2 separate regions of the Drosophila melanogaster genome follow, and region 1 is linked to region 2. A link is a contact called in public Hi-C data. All regions are on one chromosome and are shown on one strand. Each heading gives the region's core, a stretch centred on a gene start, on an enhancer-like site or on the middle of the called end of the contact. The rest is flanking DNA. Distances are from core to core; before and after follow the strand shown.

Evidence for each region. Hi-C and Micro-C count contacts between places; a contact is called where the count stands out from the background.
Region 1: a Hi-C map of the Kc167 cell line shows a contact between it and region 2, with 2.1 times the contacts expected there. The contact joins the promoter of CG3651 here to the promoter of CG31612 in region 2.

The regions. Positions count from the first base shown.
Region 1 is chr2L:22,120,178-22,123,540 of dm6, reverse strand. It overlaps CG3651, which reads right to left and starts at 1,701. Exons shown (of 5, transcript NM_001273753.1): 1 at 1,361-1,701; 2 at 1-1,290. The coding sequence starts at 1,669. lncRNA:CR46480 (long non-coding RNA:CR46480) reads left to right here and starts at 2,358. Exons shown (of 2, transcript NR_167867.1): 1 at 2,358-2,606.
Region 2 is chr2L:21,793,879-21,796,956 of dm6, reverse strand. It overlaps CG31612, which reads left to right and starts at 1,510. Exons shown (of 4, transcript NM_165400.3): 1 at 1,510-1,563.

The DNA.
Region 1 (3,363 bases), core at 452-2,951, 330 kb before region 2:
GCTTCGACAGCGAACCTGGTCCGACCGTGAGTAAAGCGAAATACTACTGCCCCGACTGCCAGCTGATCTACGACACTTAGGACATGTTCCCGGGTCTACGACTTTGCCTATGGTATTGGCCAAGAACTCCTTTTCTAGGCAGTCTAAGCAGTTCTCCTCGGTTATTCCCAAGTCAAATTGGCCCGTGCACGAAGAAGACGTGGTCAAAGCCCCAACAGTCGCAGGAGCCACCAGTATAGGAGGCACTTGATCTTGCTTTGACTTCGACCCTGACTGTTGCTGCTGACATGTTGTTGCCCGGAAATCAGTGCAGCTGTAGCAACGTTCATCAAAGCTAGCTGATGTATGAGAGCGCCGCGACTTATATGAGGAGCTTTTAGTCATCACAGACGAGGTGTGCAAAAAACGCTTTGGCTTAGCACCAGTCAGCTTAGGCTCTGGGTGTTCGCTGGGGACACTAGTGCTGCGCGAAAAATTTGAGCCTGTGTGCAATGTGTTGGGCAAGGAATGAGCCTGATAAGACTTCACTGACCGAAAGCTTCCGGAGGATTCAGCCTGCTTTTCCGAGCCAATAACTATTAGCTCATTTAAATCTATGTCCACGCCACTTCCACCAGCACCAACGTCTTTGATTTTATCTAAATTCAAGCTGATGCGCGCGAACTTCTTACTAAGGCGTAGCTTTTGCTGCTGCATTAGGTCCTCCTGCGGAAAATCATCTATGGGCGAGCTGTGCAGCTTTCCTTCCTGCGTAGAAGTAGTTCCGCCTATGCTGTTCATTTGGCTATAGTCGCGTTGCATTAACAACAAATTGGCCTGAGGCTGGATGGTCATATCGGTGGTTCCGCCAACAAGCTCCAACTCTGATGAGGGGTCTGGCTCAAAGTCCATTTCAAGAAACTCCGTCTCATCTTCGCCGTAAATGAGGCTATCGCCTCCCATAGCATTCACTGGTCCTCGGCCAAGGTCGAAGTGTTGCCCGCCAACCCTTCCCGTGGCGATGATATCCATGTTCATGTCAAAATCAGCCCCTTCACCACGGTAAGCGTAGACGCAGTCGTCGGAGTTGATAGATATCTCCTCCGCGTTCATGTCGTTGTCGTCCAGCAAAATTATATCGTCGCCGTAAATATTGTCACTGGCATAGCTCAGGTTTTCGGTTGAGTTGTTTATGGAAGTTCGGCTGGAATTATAGCCACAGGCGGCGGCTTCAAAGGATGAGAGGGCAGCTGCTGCTAGCCCGTAGCTTGCCACGTCCAGATCCAGTTCGCAGTAAGAAGGACTTTCCACCTTTTTAAAGGATAAACAGAACATAACATAATCAACATAATTTTTTGTGCTTAAAGCGGCAGTCACTTGCCTTATCACCATCCTCTGCGGCCATGGTCGCTGCAGGGCACTCCTCTGCCTTTGCCCCGCCACCACCCACGGCTCCCACGACCTGCTCGTCCACCGCTACGGCCTGCGCTGATGTTGTTGCTGCTCGTTTTTGATTTGTGCCCATTGTATTTACACCGGTCCCACAATTGACTTGGCTGACTAAGAGCTCCGGGCGTCGCTCTTCAGCCGCATCAGGACCGAGGTGTCGGTTCGCACTATAATTAACGATATTGTTATTGTTACTCAGATGCAAACGCCAGTTTAATTTATCTAGCTCTCGAAAATCCATTCCATTTGCGGCCTGGGCAGTGTTACCAGATGGCATAACGGTAAAAAAAAACCGTCGACAGCCTCTTAAAATAATTAATGCCAAAACAATTATGCGACCTATTCACACAGCCCAATTGATGCGTGAACGTTAACAATTTCAATGATAAAATGCAAGGCAACTAATTTAAAGCTAATTGTTTCAGTAAAAAGATTATGCGGATTCTTTATTCTTGTATAATAAGTTTTCGCTGCAACGGAAGAGGATAAAAAGGCATATATATGATATATTTAGCAAATTAGATATAAAGTAGATAAAGATATAATAGCATTGTAGATCAATATAGCTGTAGCTTATGCTTACTATTTAAGTTAGTCTAGTATTGTAAACTATTCTACCTATCATAATAAATAAATAAATAAATAATTATATATGATATATATACCAGGTGAGCTAAATTTACGACAAATAGTATTCACCAGTTTTGATCTCTTTCAATTTATTGCTTTTCTGGACTCCTCTGACAATAGGCGTATTTAACAGCTAATACAAAAGAATTTCCACATATATCAGATACCCTTTCAATATATTGAATGAAATGGCAAAGATATGGTAAAATAATTTTTTGATCATTTAAGTTAGGCTTCCTATCGTATTTTAGTTAGGTTTAGTATCGATAGAAATGAGCAAAACGAATAATCGATTGTATCCTTCGGCTAAGCAGCAATATGGTCAATAGGTGTATTCCATTTCACATATGTTGCCACTGTGCCACAACCTTTTGAAATTAGTAAATGTCTTCTCGTTTTGCATATTCATTCTTTTCGATATATCCTAAATGCGTCCCTACATTACAAAATATTTATACCTGGAATTAAAGGCAGTCATCGGGATCACAGCATAAAGGTTCCCAAAATATTTTTTGGAGTCTATTAGAGCACCCAGAACCCAGAGTAAGGTGATTTTTGTTGGATGAGAACTAAGAATGTGCCGAACTTCTTGTGATGTGGGGTCATCGTGATTCTAGTTGCATGTAGCGGAAAGGGAGGAGAGGCTGCCAGCATATAACAGATTTTCCAGCCTTTTTGGAGGCGAATTGGCATGCTTTGAGAATAGCGAAAGCTTCGGCCGTGAATATGGAAAGCTCAAAGAAGTTGGGGTCGGAAAAATCGAATTTTGAAATTTGAAAGCTGGAATCGTTTGCCCATTTTTGCCCACCAATTAGTTTTTTTTGCCCACGTCCAGTTTTTGAGATATAAATTTTCGAAAAAGTTCGAAAATTTTCGAAAATCAAAAATTTCCCTTTTTTCAATTTTTTTTTTTAAATCGCAATAATATCGTTTGCCCACGTTTGCCCACCCTTTAGAATTTTGAAAAAATTTATACTTTATAAAATATAAGGCTTTTAAGTTTACCTCGGTCTAATCAGAGAGTAAATCGTTTGCCCATCTCTTAAAACCAGATATTATCAACAAAAAACTTTTGCCCGCCCAACCATTATTATCAGTTTTTATCGTTTGCCTACCCTTTAAAAAACCCTTTTTTTTCGATTGCCCACATTTAAAATACAACCAATTTCGTTAGCCCACCTCTTTAAAATAAAAATTTCCAATAAAAAACGTTTGCCCACCATTTAAAAATAAATAATTTCGATTGCCCACCTTTTAAAACTAAATAATTTCGTTTGCCAATCCTTTAAAATTCATTTTTAACGT
Region 2 (3,078 bases), core at 261-2,760:
GCAATGGCCGCAGCATTATCATTTGGGATACTCAGATCTTGGCGTGTCGAATTCAGCTTGCGGTGTCCGGGGTCCGCGCGGCGGATTGTGGAGATGGTATGGGAGGGCCTCAAGTTGCAACACAGACACTGGGCGAATCAGAAATGCCAGAATTGAAATCGCAGTTTAAATCATTTCTCGGTGGAACTGCTGCTTCTTCAGCGCCTCCTCGCCTACATGGTGCCCAGTCACAATCGCCTCAAATCTCGAATAACAAATCGCATAATTACGGGGAAGCGGCTGTCCATTGCGTACCCTCTCGCTCCCACTCTCTGCCATCAGTGCGTCCCGCTCTAGTCTTCTGCCTGGCAGCCAAACGAAGACGAAGGAGCGAAGGCTCGAGACGGCGATGCAATTCGGATATGAAATATTTTAGCTAAATGGCAGCCGAAGAAACAAAAATGTGGGATTGAAGCGTATAAATCAGCGGGTATTCGCTCCGTTGCCCTCTGGAGCCCACCTCTCATTTCGGTCCTTTGGATGCTGCATCAATATGTGGATGTGCAGCGGCTGTGTGGTGTCTATGTGAAGCATAAAATCAACCTGAGGCGATAAATCGAAAAGATTTTGCGCTGAACACGCAATTAGTTCACCTCTAGTGGAGGATTCCAATGACATGGAAAAATGGTTTTGATTTCGCAATATAAATGGATTTGCCTTGTGTCCCCGATTTCTATGGACACAACTGAAGGCAGAATATGTGTGAAATGTTTTCTTTGATTGGTGAATTAACATTCTTTTCTTTCTCTATCTACTATAATATACAATATTTTTTATTTATTTTTTTTTTAATTATTGCTCTTTTAAATATACGAACCAAACACACGTTAGAAAATATTGATATTTTCGGGACTTTACGTTGGACAAAACCAGACACTGCTATTCTTATGAACAGCATAAAAGTTGTGAATTTGCTCAAGAATTTAAGCAGAAAAGGATAACATGAAAAACTATTGGGATTTTCTTTTTATTCCTATATACACATTCCATTTTACAAAAATAAGTGAAATAAAAAGTCGATTCCAAAAAGGGAAAATACCTTTGTATTTCTTAGTTTCCCTCGCACTGCTATTTTATTGAACACAGCTGTAAATACATACATATCTGGGACACAAACGATGAGACACAACTGCGAAACATATTCTACACCTTAAAATATTTAAATAAGAAGTAAAAAAGAGTTGAGTAAAAAAACTAGACAGAACCGATCCAAATATTCTTTATTAAGATCAATAGCCATCTCAATCTATCCGTTCGTATTAACCTCGAGACCCCAATAGACCTTAACCGTTAGGAATTATAGCTCGATAAATGTATATATGAAAAAGATCACGAAGTCCAATCAAAAAAAATTGTAAGTAAATTACCCCCTAATCAGAAATCTCTGGTGTTTTTCGAACTTAAAAACCACTCAAATATTCGAACTTCTCTCTCTCAGTTGCACAAACGATTTCGAATTTCGAACTTCTTGTGGGAGAAGCAACTCGTCGCGTGCGTCGTACGCTTGCTGGTGAAAAGTGCGCTGTGAATTATGTTTTATTATCTGTGTTTTACAGTTTGTTCTATCGAATTTAAATGAAAATACGCATCAGCAACAGTGTTTAAGCTCTGCTTTGATGAGAAAAAACTATTTCCTCTAATCCAACCTTGCTACTTGCACTCCGATCCACAGGTTCGTAATATACATATGTATACCCCAAAATTATAAAATAAAATGAACATATTTATGTTTCGACTTGAACTAAGGTAAATACTATGGAATTATTGTTTGGTAAATACATTTTGGTTGCTTTTGGCCATTAAATTGTCATTAATTAAAGGTTTGCTTGCATACCGACAAAAATCAGCTGTTTTGCGGTTTGTAGGGTCAGTGGCGTACATCTCAAGAGGGGGTTAAAACATTTTCGTGTAAGCTAACAACTTGAAAGAATCTATTAGTGGTTGATATGGTACCTATGTTTTGTGAGTACGTTTAAGAACTAATAAATAAATATTTCGTTGTTTATTATTAGCGAAATGTTACCATATATTTTGTAACAATTTCCTAGTTCGAGACCCTCATCCGAACGCCTCTGTCCACAGACTGTTTTCGAAAATTCGACAAGCGAAAGAGCAAGAACAGTTATTGTCTCGTGAGCACAAGAGCGCGACCGGTTTCTGTTTCGCTCTCGCATGTTTGAGTGATTTCGAAAGATGGATGAGTTACTTCGAATTTTATGGGAGAAACAAATTTAATTCCATTTGTCGCCATTTCTGAAAAAATTAATCATTTTACAAATTAAATCGGAAGAAAATAAAATGAAATAAAAAATAAAGGTAAACCAACAATGCGTCGACGAATACATAGTAACGAAAAAATTCACTTTTGTTAAGTTTTTTCAAACATTTAACGTACATGTACATGATTTAAAATATTATTCTTTGCTATTCAAAAAATGTTACTAGGATTGCATCTCCCTAGGATAATATATTATTAAATAAACAATTACACGGAAAACTTGTTTTTTTCTACACCTATTACTTGTTGTTTAAAAAGGACATAGAGAGAAGAGTTGGTCCGTTTGATGGTCGAGACTTCGGAAACTAAAAAAGCCGAAATTTTTAGCTATCAAGGTTTTTGCAGAATGTTGCCGAGCCCACGTCAACGTCCACAAAACCGCCAAAAAATTTACTCCCACACTTTTACAAAATGTTTTCAGTTTTCTGCCCTTATAGTAAAATGGTATACTAGATTCGTTGAAAGAATATATGTACATATTCATAAGTAGATATTATTATAGATGATACTTATGTAGTAGCTCATTTTCATTATGTGTTATCTATAGGAGCTGTATTTGCTATTATATCAGGTTTAATTCATTGATACATATGTATCAATATATGTACATATGTATCATTCATTGATAGCCCAGTCGATCTGGCCATATACATATGCCCGTCGTTATAAACGTCGAGATCAGGAGACTAAGCATACAGATTCTAGAGACATTGTAATAGAAATGTCAATTGCCAATTTTTATAGATTCTTTGTACCAAAAA